Regions from separate parts of the Oryctolagus cuniculus genome. Here region 2 is linked to region 1. The links are chromatin contacts, called in public Hi-C maps. All regions are on one chromosome and are shown on one strand. Each heading gives the region's core, a stretch centred on a gene start, on an enhancer-like site or on the middle of the called end of the contact. The rest is flanking DNA. Distances are from core to core; before and after follow the strand shown. Region 1 overlaps ACOXL (acyl-CoA oxidase like). Region 2 holds the start of BCL2L11 (BCL2 like 11).

Region 1 (7,364 bases), core at 2,901-5,400:
TTGGGGTGGGTATGAAAACAGTGATTTTTTGGGTGGCATTTCTATAGAAGTTGTTTATGGTTTTAACAACTGAAGTGTAAGTATTTGTCATGTAAAGGATGCATCTACTTTCTTTTATTTCTAAAACCCAAAGAACTGGAGACAAGCGCAGCCAGAGAGTAATAGCTCTGTCGCAGGCATTCAAAATGGCTATTTGGAAGGATTTCCACTGGGAATGCCCTTTAATTCTGGGCGTAGGTGTTGAGGGCCTTCCTCTTGCGCAGTGGGCAGTGCCGAAGGTGACAGAGATGACCTGAAGCAGATGCGTGCCCTCTGGTTGGCTGCAATATGGCAGCACTGTAAGGAAGCCCCAGCAATGACACCTGTGGAGGGCAACTGTGGCCATGGGGTATTGAGCAGAGTGCATGATTTTTATGGCGGGAAGGGACCCCAAGGTCAAAGTTCAGTGCATATCTTTTATGAAAGCTTTTCTCATTTTTTAAAATAAAGAGTTTATTTATTTGAAAGGCAGAGTCACAGAGAGCTAGCGAGCGAGCTTCCATCTGCTGGTTCACTTCCCAAATGGTTGCAATGGCTAGGACTGTGCCAGGCATAAGTAAGTGCAGGGGCCCATGCACTTGGGCCATCTCCTGCTGCTTCCCCAGGCTTATTAGCATAGGGGCTGGATGGGAAATGGAGCAGCCAAGACTTGAACCGTGGTTCCAATATGGGATGCTGGCACCACAGGTGGTGACTTAACAAGCTGTGTGACAGTGCCAGCCCCAGAAACATTTCTAATAGAGGCCTCAGCTCTCTGGCACGAAGACCTGGGGCCGGCACCCAGCTGTTCCCCTCTGAGTCGAGCACCCAGGTCACGTTCGTTGGTGGACCTCCTGAGAGCATGTGGCAGGCTAGGGGTTTTTCTCTGCTGTAGGAGAGGAGAGTTCTCAGGCATTCCTCCCTGTTTGATGTGGCCAGCAAAGTTAGATGTTTGTGACTGTGACATTTCGAAGAGCAGAGCTCCCTTTAATCAAGTCACCAGCGTGGAGCAGGCCGTTTGTAAACCCCAGCTCCTCAAGCCCTCTGCTGGGACCGTGGCAGCTGTGATCCAGGTCACAATGCTGACGCAAGTGTAGACAGCTTTCAAATGTACTGGGCTGGGCTCCCGCTAATGCAGAGGCTTGCTTCTCCCTGCCTGCTCACCTGAGACGGTTAGAAAGGATGCCCAGGCTGCAGCTGGGGGAGCCTCGTCTCTGCACAGAGCCCTGTCACCTGCCTCTGGGCACCATTGTGTGTGCCCCTCAGAGGTCGGATTGGATGACTGATGGCTGTGTCTCTGTCTTTAGGGGCTTTGCTGTCTGATGCATGGTATCTGCAGCAGCACAGGGGCTTGTGAAGGGCACTGCCCCTTCCCCTCACTGCACACTTCCTTGTTCCATTCCTTTGTCCCATCCTCAGTAGATTCCACAGAGAAAGGTCATGACAGCTCAGGCCACTGTCACAGAGTAGCTCACTTGTGCTGAGTGCTCTCCACACAATCACTCATGCCGTCATCACAGCTACCCTGTGTGGCAGATGCTGTGGTGACTCCCATTTTCTGGATGAGGAAACTGAGTGTGCCCAGGGTTTCTGGGCCTCACTCTGGGGCTGGGGTGCAAATTAACCCTGGGGTGGCTCTGAGGTCCTCAGGAAAGAGGTTCTTTAGGTGCCCACGTGAGCCCTGCTTACTGGCACTCCTGGACCACTTGGGGCACAGTTGCATTTATATTGCATTTGGTACCAAACCAAACCAAACCAAACCAACTAACCAAACCAAACCAAACCAACCAACCAACCAAACCAAATCAACCAAACCAAACCAACCAACCAAACCAAATCAACCAAACCAAACCAACCAACCAAACCAACAAAATCAAACCAACTGAACCAAACCAAACCAACAAAGCCAAATCAAGCAAACCAACCAACCAACCAAACAAACCAAATCAACCAAACCAAACCAACCAAACCAACCAACCCAACCAACAAAATCAAACCAACTGAACCAAACCAAACCAACCAACAAAGCCAAATCAACCAAACCAAACCAAACCAACCAACCAAATCAACAAAACCAAACCAACCAACAAAATTAAACCAACCAACTAAATCAAACCAAAGCAACCAAACCAAACCAACAAAGTCAACCAACAAAACCAAATCAACCAAACCAAACCAAATGAAACCCAACCAACCCAACAAACCAAATCAAACCAAACCAAATGAAACCAACCCGACCCAACCAACCAAATCAACCAACCCAACCAAACTAAACCAACCAAAAAACCCAAAGCAACCAAACCAAACCAAACCAACAAAACCAAATCAACCAAATCAAACCAAACCAACCAACAAAACCAAGTCAACCAAACCATATCAACCCAACCAACCAAACCAAGCCAACAAAACCAAACCAAACCAAGACCAAATCAACCAAACCATATCAACCAAACCAAACCAACCAAACCAAATGAAAGGTTAAAAAAATTTGTTGTCCACACTTAAAAATGAGGATATTTCATCCAAACTGGGGATCTGGCTGATGCCAAATGGTTAGTGGCTGGGCCAGAATCTAGATCTCCTTCCCTATTGGGACTTGGGATCTGATTTGTTTCCAGTGGCACTGCCAGCCTTGTAGAGAGCTGAGCTGGGAGTGGGAGAGGTGTGGCAGAAGGCTGATCCAATCTGCTTTGACGTCCTTTGATGGGAAAAAGGGCCATTGATGACAAACGTCTATTGGGTGGATCCAGGGGGAGGTTTTTCTTGAACTCAATCCAGTGAAATGACTTTGAATTTATCTGCCTACTAAAATGGAATTTAATAAATTAAAAAAAAGAAAGTTAACACTTCCTTAGATAAATTTTAAAGAGTGAGCTGGGCCATTTAAATTTGTCTCCAGAAAGCTGTTATGAATGCTATGGAGGCAAGTAAAATTATGGTTAGTGCAATATTCATGAGTTATAACTGTTTTGATCTATCAACTTTATTTTTAAAATTTATTTATTTATTTTTATTTACTTGAAAGAACAAGAAATAGATAGATATATGGATAGCTATCTTCTACCCTCTAACTCAGTCCTTAAAAGCTTACAATAGCCAGAGCTGGGCCAGGCTGAAGCCAGAAGCCAGGAACCCCATCTGGGTCTCCCACGTGGGTGGCAGGGACCCAGGTACATCAGTAGGCAGCTGGACCAGAAGCAGAGGTGGGACCTGAGCCCAGGCACTCTGATTTGAGGTAGAGGCTTCCCCAGTGGTGGCTCAATGCACTTTTATCAACTGTAGATGATTCTGTGTCTCTGCCGTGAGAGATGAGAGCTTAGTTCACTGACATAACACTGCACCCCGTGCCCTCTTTCAATTTTTTACCTTCACAATTTTTCAAATTTTACATAATTGTTATTATTTTAAAATTATGTATTTATTTGAAATGCCAAGAGACAGAGCAAAAAGCAGACAGAGCTCTCATCTACTGGCTCACTCCACAAATGTCTGCAGTAGCTAGGGCTGAGCCAGGCAGAACCCAGGAGCTGGAAACTCCATTCAGGTCTCCCCCATGGGTGGTAGAAACCCAACCCCGTCAGCCATCACCTGCTGCCTTTCCAGGGTGTACACTAGCAGGAAGCCAGAACTGGGAGCAGAGGAACCTGGACTCCAACCCAGCCACTCTGATATGGGCTTTGGGCACCCCAGGGGGCATCTTAACTGCTATGCCCAATGCCCACCCTACATCCTTTTTAACTCCATCAAGACCAACCAGCTTATCTACCAATATGAGGAATCTTCAAAATATTCATGAAAAATATAATTATGAAAAAAGTACACATAGATTTCCATTTTTTTTGCACCAAACTCATATATTTTTTTAAACAATTGATTTATTTGACAGATATGGGGGAGATGGAGAAGAGAAAATCTACTCCCCAGATGCCCACAATGGCTGGGTCTGGGCTGTGCCAAAGTCGGGAGCCAGGAACTCAAACCAGATCTGACAGGGAGGTGGCAGGCACCACCCCCTGAGCCGTCACTGTTACCTCCAACAGTCTGCAGGAGCAGAAAGCTGGAACGAGGACCCACGGCGGGTGCAGGTGCCTCTCCCAGTGTATTAGCCACTGGGCCAGATGCCTGCTGTGGAACTTCCCTTTCTCTCCCGTTTCCGTGGGCATTTTGAGGTGTCCTCTTACTCCTAAACCTCCGCTTCCTGTGCTAACCACTCTAGTTCTTGATTGCTTTCCATCCACTCTCACTCGTCAGCTGTCATCAAGCTGAAGCATCTTCTACGTTTCCTTCTGTACCCATCACCCAGCTTCATGTTACATTACTGGGATCAGGGCCGGGAAGCGTTGCTCACCACACAACCATGTAGTGATTATATTTCCTCTTGTAGGAACCGTGTAGGATTATATTTCCTCTTGTAGGCCCGAGGTCACAACACCTTTAAATCTGAAGTGTGCCATTCTTAGCATCAAGGTCAAATGGGATAATTTTTCTTACACTGTATTGATTACTTAAAATCATATTTTTGTTTGCTTGATATTTAGATGACTGCATTTTCATAGGTTTTGCTTTCTCTTGGAGTTTTGATTGCCTCTCTTTTTTCTTGGTTGGAAAAGGAACATATACCTTCATCAACATAGAACTCAGGTCTTCCAGCTTCTTGCTCCTTTTATCTGCTGCGTGCAATCTACACCGTTATTCTCCTCAAAGATCTCATGGAGTCCATTGATTTTTCTTTTTGATTTTTGATCAGCCTGACATTTGAATAGCAGTTATCATCTGGGTATTTCTTTTTTGCTAGGTTTCTGAGAGCACACCTTTTGCTTAATCCCCTGTTATCTTTTTGGCTGGCTTTCCTCTGGCTTTGTTGTAGTATATACTCAAGTACTTTGTCCTGGAAGGGTGTGTGGGTGGGAACATTTGGATCTTGTACTAGTCTGTCTGAAATAGCCTGTAATTTGCCTTCATATTTGATAGTAGTTTAGCTGAGATTTCTGGGTTGAAAATAATCCGCCCCCCCAACTTTACAGGTGCTGCTCCATGATCTTCTAGCACCAAGCCTGTGGATGGGAAGTCATTTGTTCCCCTGGGGTACACCTGTCCTTTAGCTCTGCAAGCTCTTTATCTTAGGTATGTGGAAATCTCTCAGTGGTGTATTTAGGTCTGATTTTCCGTATCCTGCTTGGCACTTGTTACACCTTTTCAATATGAAAGCTAGCATCTCTTTTCATTCTGGGGAACTTTCCTCTAATTAGTTCTTTGGCCAAGGTGGCCATTTGGAGAGTGAATGAGGGATGGAAGATTTCTTTCTCTGTCTCTGCCTCTCTGTCCCTCTGCCTTTCAAACAAATAAATAAATCTTAAAAAAGAGAAGATTTATTACTTGAAAGGCAGAGGGACAGAGTGGGGGAGAGATCTTCCATGTGCTGGTTCACTCCCCAAATAGCTGTAGTGGCTGGGGCTGATCCAGGGAGAAACCAGAATCCCATGGCTGGTGCTGCGGCTCACTAGGCTAATCCTCCACCTGTGGCGCCGGCACACCGGGTTTTAGTCCCTGTTGGGGCACCGGATTCTGTCCCGGTTGCTCCTCTTCCAGTCCAGCTCTCTGCTGTGGCCCGGGAGTGCAGTGTAGGATGGCCTAGGTCCTTGGGCCCTGCACCTACATGGGAGACCAGGAGGAAGTACCTGGCTCCTGGCTTCGGATCAGCGCAGCGTGCTGGCAGCAATGCGCTGGCCGTAGTGGCCACTTGGGGTGGGTGGGTGGGGTGAACCAACAGAAAAAGGAAGACCTTTCTCTCTCTCTCACTGTCTAACTCTGCCTGTCAAAAAAAAAAAAAAAAAAAAAAAAAAAAAAAAGAAACCAGAATTCCAGAACTCCATCCATGGGTCTCCCACACAGGTGGCAGGGGCCCAAGTACTCGAGCCATCTCCTACTGCTCTCGCAGGTGCGCTAGCAGAGCTGAATCGGAAGCAGAGCAGCTGGGACCTGAACCTGCAATCTGAAATGGGCCGGCATTGCAGGTGGCTGCTTAACGTGCTGCACCACAGCATCAGCCCTGAGATTGCTTTTTAGGGTTCTGTTCTCTGAATTATCTGTTTTTACCCTGGCACATGGGGGTTCATTAGGAGGAGGGAGGGCTGAGGAGCAGAGGGACTAGAAACAGCAATGCCAGGGAATGTGGGGTAAATGCTGTAATAGAGTTTGCATCAGGACCAGAACCAGGGCCACCAAGGACAGCAAAAGCCATTCAGAGATGAATCCCCCCAAAACCTTATACTGAGCTCTGAGGGACCAGCAGAAATTGGTGGACAAAGCGAGGAGGGATGGTCCGGGCAGAAGCGAGACCAGACGTGCAGACATGGAGGAGTGAGCCAGGGAGCTCCAGCTGTGGATGAACAGAGAGCTTAATGTGGCTGCTTGGAGAGTGTGCTGGGGATAAGCAGACCAAGTAGACAGGTGAGCCAGGGCCACAAGAGACAGGCACTCGTGAGCCACGGGGAGCCTGAGAAGGAAGGATCGCCTGCAGGAGCTCTGTCCAGACAGTCAGCAGCAGATGGACAGGATGAAGGGCTGGCAGCCATGACAGTGGTGCAGTAAGACATAGGGTACACAGTGGGTGTGGGAGAGGTGGAGGAAAGAGCCTCACCCCTGTGCAGAGGGCCTGGGGCCAATGCAGGGGATCAAGGATGGCAGTGGGTCTTGCTTTGGTCACTGTGTGACTTGAACTTGCCTAGGGAGTTAAGAAGAGGGTGCCTCCTCTACTCCCACCAGCAGAGATGTTTCCTTACATGCACACCTGGCCTTGCCCTACCCTTCCCTCACCCCACCACAGGGCTGTGGAGTGCCCTGCCTCAGCAAGGGTTTCAGAGTGAGACCTGGGCTTTGTAGACCTGCTCTGCCCTTCTCCCTCTTGCTCGTCCCTCGGGGAGCAGGGGTGGAGGGCTGGCTCCAGCACGGGCTCCTTCTGTGAGGACGTCTCGCTGTCCAGCACCACCAGAGCTGCATGGCTGGACTGCAGTATTAACAAGCTCTTCTACTTACAGACTCTTGCCACTCCCTGCAGCCTGGCTTATGTCCATAGGAAAGGGCATCTTTTGGCCACTGTGTAGCACTCCTTGGTCTATTTTTCAATTCAAGCAGATACAGGTGCAGGTGTCTCCCCAACCTCAACATCAGGTGCCTCAGTGGCAGGACTGTTTCTTGTGTTTAGCACATAACTGCTGCCACGTCCCCCAGGAGAGGCACCCTCCCCTGCTCCTGGGAAGATGAGTGGTTTTTCCAGATGCTTCCATGGTTTGGGGTGGTGGGATCTTGCCTGCTTTGCAGGGAAGTTCCTCTGACGTAGAGTTTGA
Region 2 (7,364 bases), core at 2,786-5,285, 300 kb after region 1:
TCCTTTTGAAAATGATGTATAACTGATGCCTTTTAGCAAGTTTATTTGTTGTTTGGTTGTGGTAAGGTCAAAAGTTTCCATTTCTGTGCATTTAAGCAAGGATGATTGACATCAAGGTTGTGGGTAGGCAACCTGGGCAGGTCTCTGGCTCGTCTTAGGTAGGCGCGAACCTGGGGCTCAGAAATCACGCCACTCTAGACTTCTGCTCAGCAAGTGGTCTTGGTGTTACAGGAGAGCAAAGATGGAGTTGCAAAGATGCTTAAGGCCTAAATGCTGGAATTCACAGTGACACCTTCTCCACATTTTATTGGCAAAGCAAGTTGCAAGCCAGCTCAGACGCAAGGGATGGAGAAAAAGACTCTAGCACAGTGCCCAAGCAAGACAGGGGCTAATCAAGACACATTCCTAGTTGGGTAAGGGGCTTGACACAGAGACCAGCATGAGGTCATGTGGCACCAGCAGCAGGAGAGGTGAGGCACAAGGAAAGAGGCAGCGAAACCTTTTGCACAGAGTGTGACAAAAGTTGGTTGAGGGGCCAGTGTTGTGGTGCACCAGGTTAAACTGCTGCCTGTGACGCCAGGATCCTATATTGGAGTGCCAGTTCAAGTCCTGGCCACTGTAATCCCAGTCCCACTCCCTGCTACTACTTCTGGGAAAGCAGTGAAGATTGGCTCAAGCACTTGGGCCCCTGTCACCTACCTGGGAGACCCACATGAAGTCCCCAGCTCCTGGCTTCAGCCTGGCCCAGACCTGGCTGTTGCAGCCATTTGGGAGAGTGAACCAGCAGATGGAAGATCTTTCTCTTCTGTCACTCCCCACCCCCTGACCCCCTCATTCTGCTTTTTTGTTGTTGTTGTTGTTTTCAAGTTGGTTGAGTTTCGTAATGCAAACTCAACAGGGGAAAATCACCTTGAATAATCATATGACAATTCGTGGACCGGGTAGGGGCTGTGTAACCTCTCATGGTTTTGAACTATGTGGTTAAAGACACTGAGAGTTGACAGATTAGTCAGGGATTTGTCAAGAGCATTAATTACAAACTTTGACATCTTGGCCTGTGAAAGTTCATCTTAGTGCATCTTGCAAATATGATCAAAGTCTTTTCAGTACTGATTTGATGGTGCTTAACCACAGCGTGTGGAGAATGAAGTTTGCATTAGACATTACTGGTGTAATAGAGCACGTTTTCACGGAGGAGTGGGGTTGGGCCTGTACCATTCATGCTGTCCCCCACTTGGCTCCCATTACTCCACCCGCTTTTGGGGGCCCTGCCTTTTTTGGTGTTCTCTGAACACCTGAAATGGCATTCTGTCCCACTGTCAAAGAAACCGCGGTCTTCACCCTAGTGAGGGCCAGGTGAGGATAAGGTGGGCTCATGTGATATTTTTAAACCAAGACAACATGGGTGCTCACTGAGATTCCAGGGGTGACAAGAGTTTACAACTGCAAACTTGAAACATAGAGGCCCACAGTGCTGGCCTTTGTTTAACTTTAGAAAAAGCATTATTTTTGGCAGCTTTCTTTTTTTCTGGGAATAAAATAAAATGTGCTGGCACCTAAACTATGGAAATGAAAATAAACACGCACCCAGGGCAGCTTGTCCAAGGTACCGGCCCGCATCTTCCTCTCCCCTCGGCCAGTGATTTCTGTCTGAACAGCTGGGGCTATCCGCGGAGCTTTCAAGTTAAGGACAAGGTGATCACCCGCAGCCTCCGGTGGACAGCGCTCGAGGGTGCCAGCCCAATGTCGGCCCGCCGACCCACCGTGCCAAGCGCCAGGGCTGTGGCCAGCCATGTGTCAGAGGGCGCTAGCGTGGGCCGGCGGGCCGGGTGTCCACGAGTTCACCTGCTCTGAGGCGCTTCCCGTTCAGTTGCGTCTGCGCACCAGAGGGTGGCACCCCAGGCACTGCAGAGGCGACTAGCTGCGGAAGACAGGCGAAGGCGGCGGCGGCGGGCGGCGGGCGGCGGGCGGCGGGCGGCGGGCGGGGGCGGGGAGGAGGAACGGAGCGCAGGGAAGAGGAACATTGACGAATTCTGAGGCCTCCGTGTCCAGCTCCGCGGCCGACACGGAGGCACAGCCGCCGCCGCTCCAAATTTCGGGGTTCTGCAGGGCCAAGTGTCACGGAGTTGGGAATTTCTAACATGTAAAGGGGCTCCCGAGGGCCATTCACGACCGGTGGCTTCGACCCGCCTGGGTCCCGAGAAATCCGAAGAGAAACCAGTTTCTGAGGGCGCGGGGTGTGTGGGTCTTTGGGCCTGGTGGGAAAGCCGCCGGGCCCAGATCTCTCCGAGCGCGCCCAAGGTCTGATCCACGCCTTTGCGTCCTGTTTTCCAGTTGCTGGACCTGTGCAACTCCGTGAGAGACGACGCCCTCAGGGTGATCTCTGCTTTCAACATCCCAAGGACCAGCCTCCACGCACCCATCGCCGGGATCCCCAACCCGCGGGCCGCCTGGGCCTTCTATCCCGCCTGCCTGCAGCCGCTGGCCCGCGAAGGGCCGCCCTCCCCGCGGCCGGAGCAGCGAGCCAAGCTGTAACGGGCGTGGCGGGAGGCGCAGTGGCCCGCGCGCCGCTCGCGCCGCTGCCGCCCGGAGCTGGGGCAGAGGCCGGACCGGCACGCGCCGAGCCGTGCCCGCGGCGACCCGAGTCCCGCCGAAACTGGCGCCGCGCGTCGCTAGCCGCACAGTTAGTGCGGCGCCTTGCTCTCTCCCTGCAACCCCGCACCCCGCTAGACGGTCGCGGTGAGTTCTCCGCACAGGCGCGCCCCACGGTCGGGTGCCGCCAAAGGTGACTCAGATTTCTGGTGATTAAAAAAAAAAAAAAGTGGTGCTGGGTGAAAAAATAAAAAGCAAAACCTGAAAATCAAACACCCTCAGGCAAAAGCGGAAAAATAAAGGTTCCACCCGTTGTGCGCGCAGGCGAAGGCTCAGTTCGGCGGCCGAAGCTCTTTCAGAGAGGCAGATCCTGTTGGACTCGGTGAAGAAAGGCCGGGTAGAGGTAGGAGTGGGGGCCTGGGGCTGTGCGCCCGCCCCAGCAGGTCTCCGGGCCGGCGCTTTCGCGACCCTCGGAAGCTGTCATCTGCGTTTGGAAGGCGCACACCGACACAACCAAATAAAGCAAGCAGGCTCCCGCGGCTCGCCGAGAACCGGGAGGCGGGCCCCCGCGAGATGCCGCAGCAAACTGGTTTTGGAACTCCCACTCCCGTGGTCCGAGGCGCAAGCCATAGCTTTCCTATTCTAATCTCGTGTGCCCGACTGCATTCTTCTCTCGGCCCCAAGCCTTCTGCCCTCTCCCCTCCTTTAAGGTCCCGAGGCAGAGACAGAAGGGCTGCTGCGCTGCCTGCGTCCGCGAGGGCGACGTCCAGGATCGGTGACTCAGCGCCCACCGACCCTTCCGTGCGCTCGGGCGCTTTTTCCGGAGGTGCGCTCCACGCGGCGGGGAACGCGGGACCCGGTCTCGGGGTAGCGCTCCAGACAGGAGCGCGCAGCCCGGTGCTCTCTCCCCGAAGCCTGTGCGCTTTGAAGCGCTCACCGGGTCCCTGGCGCGGCGCCCCGGGGGCGCTGGAGCTGTACAGGCGCGGACACTGAGCCAAGGGGCGCTCTGCTGCGTGGTTCTTTTCTGGGCCCTTGACTGTCGCCCAGCCCCGTTGAACGCTCGGGGCAGCGGCTTGCGCGGCCAAGGCTGCGGTGCTTGCACCCGGGGGCGACGCGGGGCCGCCAAGGCGCGGAGAGTTGGTCCGATCGTCGAAGGCAGACGGGCTGACTGGGCCTCCGAGTCCACTCGGCGCTGTCCACGCCCACGCCCTTGCCCTCTTGCAGCGAAACTCCCGGGCGGGGCCCGGCGCGCCTCCTCCCGCTTCTCCCGGAACCCGCGGCCTCCTTCACCTCGAAGGAGACTTTAACCTGGGGCTGTGCTGTGTCACGCTGACGCTCGATCTGCTTAGGAACGTCACCATCGACCCAGGCGGCCGGGCGGCAGGACGCCGCCTCCCCATGCCAAGGCCCCTTCCCTCCCCGCGCTGGCCGGGTGCGGGGTCGGGCAGCCTCGGAATCGAGTTTCCCTGATCCGGCTGGGCTGCCCTCCCCGGCGCGAAGTTCCCTTTGCGATCCACCTCTCGCTCCTTCCCCATGGTCACCTGGAGGCCTGGGGCTGGGGGTTCGCAGGTGCGCTAGGGGCCGGCAGGGGTCGGGCCACCGGCCGCGTGCCAGGGAGGCGGCGGTCCGCGGTGCGCCGCCGGGGGATGGCAGGGCGGGGCGCGGAGTTCGGTCTCCGCGGGACAAGGGATCAGGGGCACGCGTGGAGGAGCGGCGGGAGAAGTCGCGCCTCCGCTCGGTTCTCCCAGCGTGGTCCAGACATCGCCGTCAGCCTTCCCTCCTCCAGGGATTCCCGCTCGGCAAACCTCAGGGGTCTCCCCCGAGCTGCGGGTGTAGGCTTCTCCCGCACCTGGGGTCGGCGGCCCTCCTCGGTGTCTTTATTTTTTGTTCAAATGATTCATTTTCGAGTCCTTTTTTCATTTCCCTATTTTCATCCGCTCTGCGCACACTCGCATCCTGCCCCGCACCAGGGCTGCGGGGAAGACGCCTGCTTACTTCAGCCCCTGGCCCCTTCCCTCGACTCCCCGTCCCACCACGGGCTCGGGGTCTCTCGATGCCCACAGAGAGCGGGACAAAAGTTGGAGAGTTATTGCGGGGCCCGCGCCGAGCGCGGCTGCGGGGTGGGTGGGTAAGGGGATGTGCCGTCGGCTGCTCGGGGTTCCTTGGCGCCCGCAGAGCTCAGAGCCACGGTATCCAGCCCCGCGTCCGCGAGTTCTTCAGGGCCACCCCAGCCCCGGCACCTGCCCCGGAGCCAGCCCCTCACAGCGTGCCCAGATAGTTCCGAGAGGCCGACCCCGGCCCGCGTCGGCGATGTCACCCTTCGGGGTGGGGGTTGGGCGCTCACACCGCCGCCCGCAGGGTAAACACGCCGGGGCGGGCGGCGCGCGAGGCTGCGAGCGCGCGCGGCGGGGCCCCCAGCGGGCCCTCCCCCGCCCTCACCTGTGGGAACCTGCACGCGCCGGCCGCCCGGGCGCCACGGGGGCGGGGCCTGCGCGCCCGCCGGCCGGGGGCGGGGTGTGGGGGCGGGGCCCGCGGTGATTGGGCGCGGGCGCGGGGCGGCGAGCCCGAGCTGGGCTTGCAAGGCCGCGCTGGTTTCACTTCGCTCGGCGCCGCCGCGGCTTCTCCAGCTCGTCGGAGCGCTCCATCCAGCATTGCCGCTGCCGGATCCTCTTAGCCACCCTGCCAGCCTTGCCCTATTGCGGCCAACACCGCCTCGGACTGCCTGGCCCGTCCCGATCCCGTCGCCACCGCCTCGGCGCCCTTCCCCTGACCCACCTCCCCCCAATGTCTGACTCTGATTCTCGGACTGAGAAGCGCAAGGTAAAAATGCCTGAACCCCGGGCAGCGGGCCGGGAACGGATGGGAGACAGGCACAGGGGCCCGAACGGCTCCACCCACCGCCCGCTTCCCGCGCACGTGCGGGCAGACGCGCGCGTCTCCGTCCCGCTTGTCGCCGGGCGGGAGGCGGCGTTGGTGCCCATCGTGTCCCCTCTCCGGCAACAGGAAGGGTCATCCGCGCAGGGGTTGCATGCCCTTGGCCGAAGTGTGGCTAGGGCCGGGGTCTGGTGCGCGACGGTGCAGCGTCGCGGACCCGGGTGGAGAGGCGCTGGCTCGGGCGCTGGGGTCCGCTCTGAGGTACCAGCCCCGCACGCGCAGCCGGGAGATCTCGCTGCCCGGCCACGGGTCGCGGCCTGCGGTCGAGCGGCGCTCTGCTTTTCTGGAGCGCGCGGCCGGTTGCAGAGGGTTTGCGGAACTGTGGTGGCTACTTAACAGGATAGTGGGCTTTTCCTTTTACCTCTTCAAGCAGAGGAGTCGGAGCAGTTTCTGCGTTCGCCTTCTCGGACACGCCTGGGGGTGTCCCTGCTCGGTCTGTGGATGTGCTGCGGGCGGTGCCAAGCCGCACGATCCGCAGACAGCGAGAGCTCCAGGGCCTCCCCTTACAACCAGGGCCACGAGCCCCGGCTGGCAAAACCTGCCCGGTGCGCGGGGCCGGGCTGTCTTAGTTCGAGCGTGCCCAAGCGCACCCATAACCCATCTGCGGTGTCCGCTGGAGGCGCCGTGGGCTGCAGGCCGTGCCCCCGGGGGTGGGCGCTGCGGGCTGAGAACCTGCCCGTCGCGGAGGGTGGGGACATGGATGTGCGCGCTCTGATTTGGGGCTGGCCCGCTGCGCGCGGGAGAAGGGGGGGGAAAGTTGGAGAGAGCTGCCACCGCGGCCGGGGCGACCGCAGAGGTCCTCGTTCCGACCGGCCTGAACCTAGGGGCGAGTGGCTAAGGCACGGGGTGTGACGGCGGCCCTGCGGCTCCTGCTTTGTCTCCAGGTGACCGGCTGCCGGGGCGGCGGCGGGAGCTGTCGAGGCGCGCGCGGTGTCCGACCGGGCGCAGGGGAGGCCGGGGCAGCCGAGCCCCCCGGAGCCTCCGCCAGGGCTGTCGCCGCGGCTGGCGGAGAGGCGCTCGGAGGCGAGTTTGTCAACAATCGCCTCGCCTTTGGCGGCCTGACCCGTAGGCGCCGCCTCCGCCTCCGCTGCCGATTGGCTGCGGCGCCGAGCGATCGCGCTCGGGCCAATTGGGAGCGCGGGCACCCGGCGCCAGCGGCGCGGGGAGGTCGGTGGTGCCGGCGGCGGCGGGCGCAGTGCGCGAGGGGAGGAGCGGGAGGAGGCGGAGGATGTTCCCGGCGGCGGCGGCCGGGGCAGCGCGGGCTGGAGGCGCGGCGCGGGCTGGAGGCTCGGCGCGCGGAGCCCTCGGCCACCCGGGGGATCGCAGCAGCGGCGGCGGCGGCAGCGGACGGGCGGGCAGGCGTGGGCTCTGCGCTGCCCAGGGGGCTGTGAGCCCGAGCGCCGGGCTTTGTCTCCAGCGCCGCCTTCGTGGTGACGGTCTGGGGGCGCCGGGTCGGCGAAGGGCGCGGGCCGGACGCCGCGGGGCCCGGGCGCGGACGCCACGCTCGGAAGGGAAGGGGCGGACGTGAGTTTTGCTTGCCTGCTTTGCAAGGGGAGGGTCTCGGGCGCCTGGCGTGCGGAGCGAGCTGTGAACTTCTGCTGGAGGGGGCTGCCGGGGCAGGCTCCGGGGACGGTGGGGGGGTCGGGGGTTTGTCCGTTCGGAGGCGCGCGCCTCGCAGGAACGCCGCACCGTGCAGAAGTTCTTTCCGGTTCGGCGCGGCGCGCGGGCGGGGAGCGGGAACGCAGGGCGATCGGGGAACACCGCAGCCGGGCCGAGCCGCGCTCGGAGTTACAAACTCTATTGTGACGCACTTACTACGACTGCGGCCGCTGCCAAAC

What was found. Hi-C and Micro-C count contacts between places; a contact is called where the count stands out from the background.
Region 2: a Hi-C map of psoas muscle shows a contact between it and region 1, with 5 times the contacts expected there. The contact joins the promoter of BCL2L11 here to the enhancer-like site in region 1. A contact is called at or near these places in 2 of 6 Hi-C or Micro-C datasets (psoas muscle and an unstated tissue).

What each region holds. Positions count from the first base shown.
Region 1 is chr2:112,147,736-112,155,099 of mOryCun1.1, forward strand. The region is part of intron 9 of ACOXL (acyl-CoA oxidase like); the gene reads left to right. Among named protein-coding and RNA genes, the nearest start is that of ACOXL, 75 kb to the left of the region's middle. Within about 2 kb of position 4,151, at least 1 of the 8 cell types and tissues checked has an H3K27ac peak or open chromatin away from gene starts, as enhancers often do.
Region 2 is chr2:112,443,715-112,451,078 of mOryCun1.1, forward strand. It overlaps BCL2L11 (BCL2 like 11), which reads left to right and starts at 4,036. Exons shown (of 4, transcript XM_051836363.2): 1 at 4,036-4,161. It overlaps ACOXL (acyl-CoA oxidase like), which reads left to right. Exons shown (of 19, transcript XM_051836339.2): 19 at 2,335-4,161. The coding sequence ends at 2,535.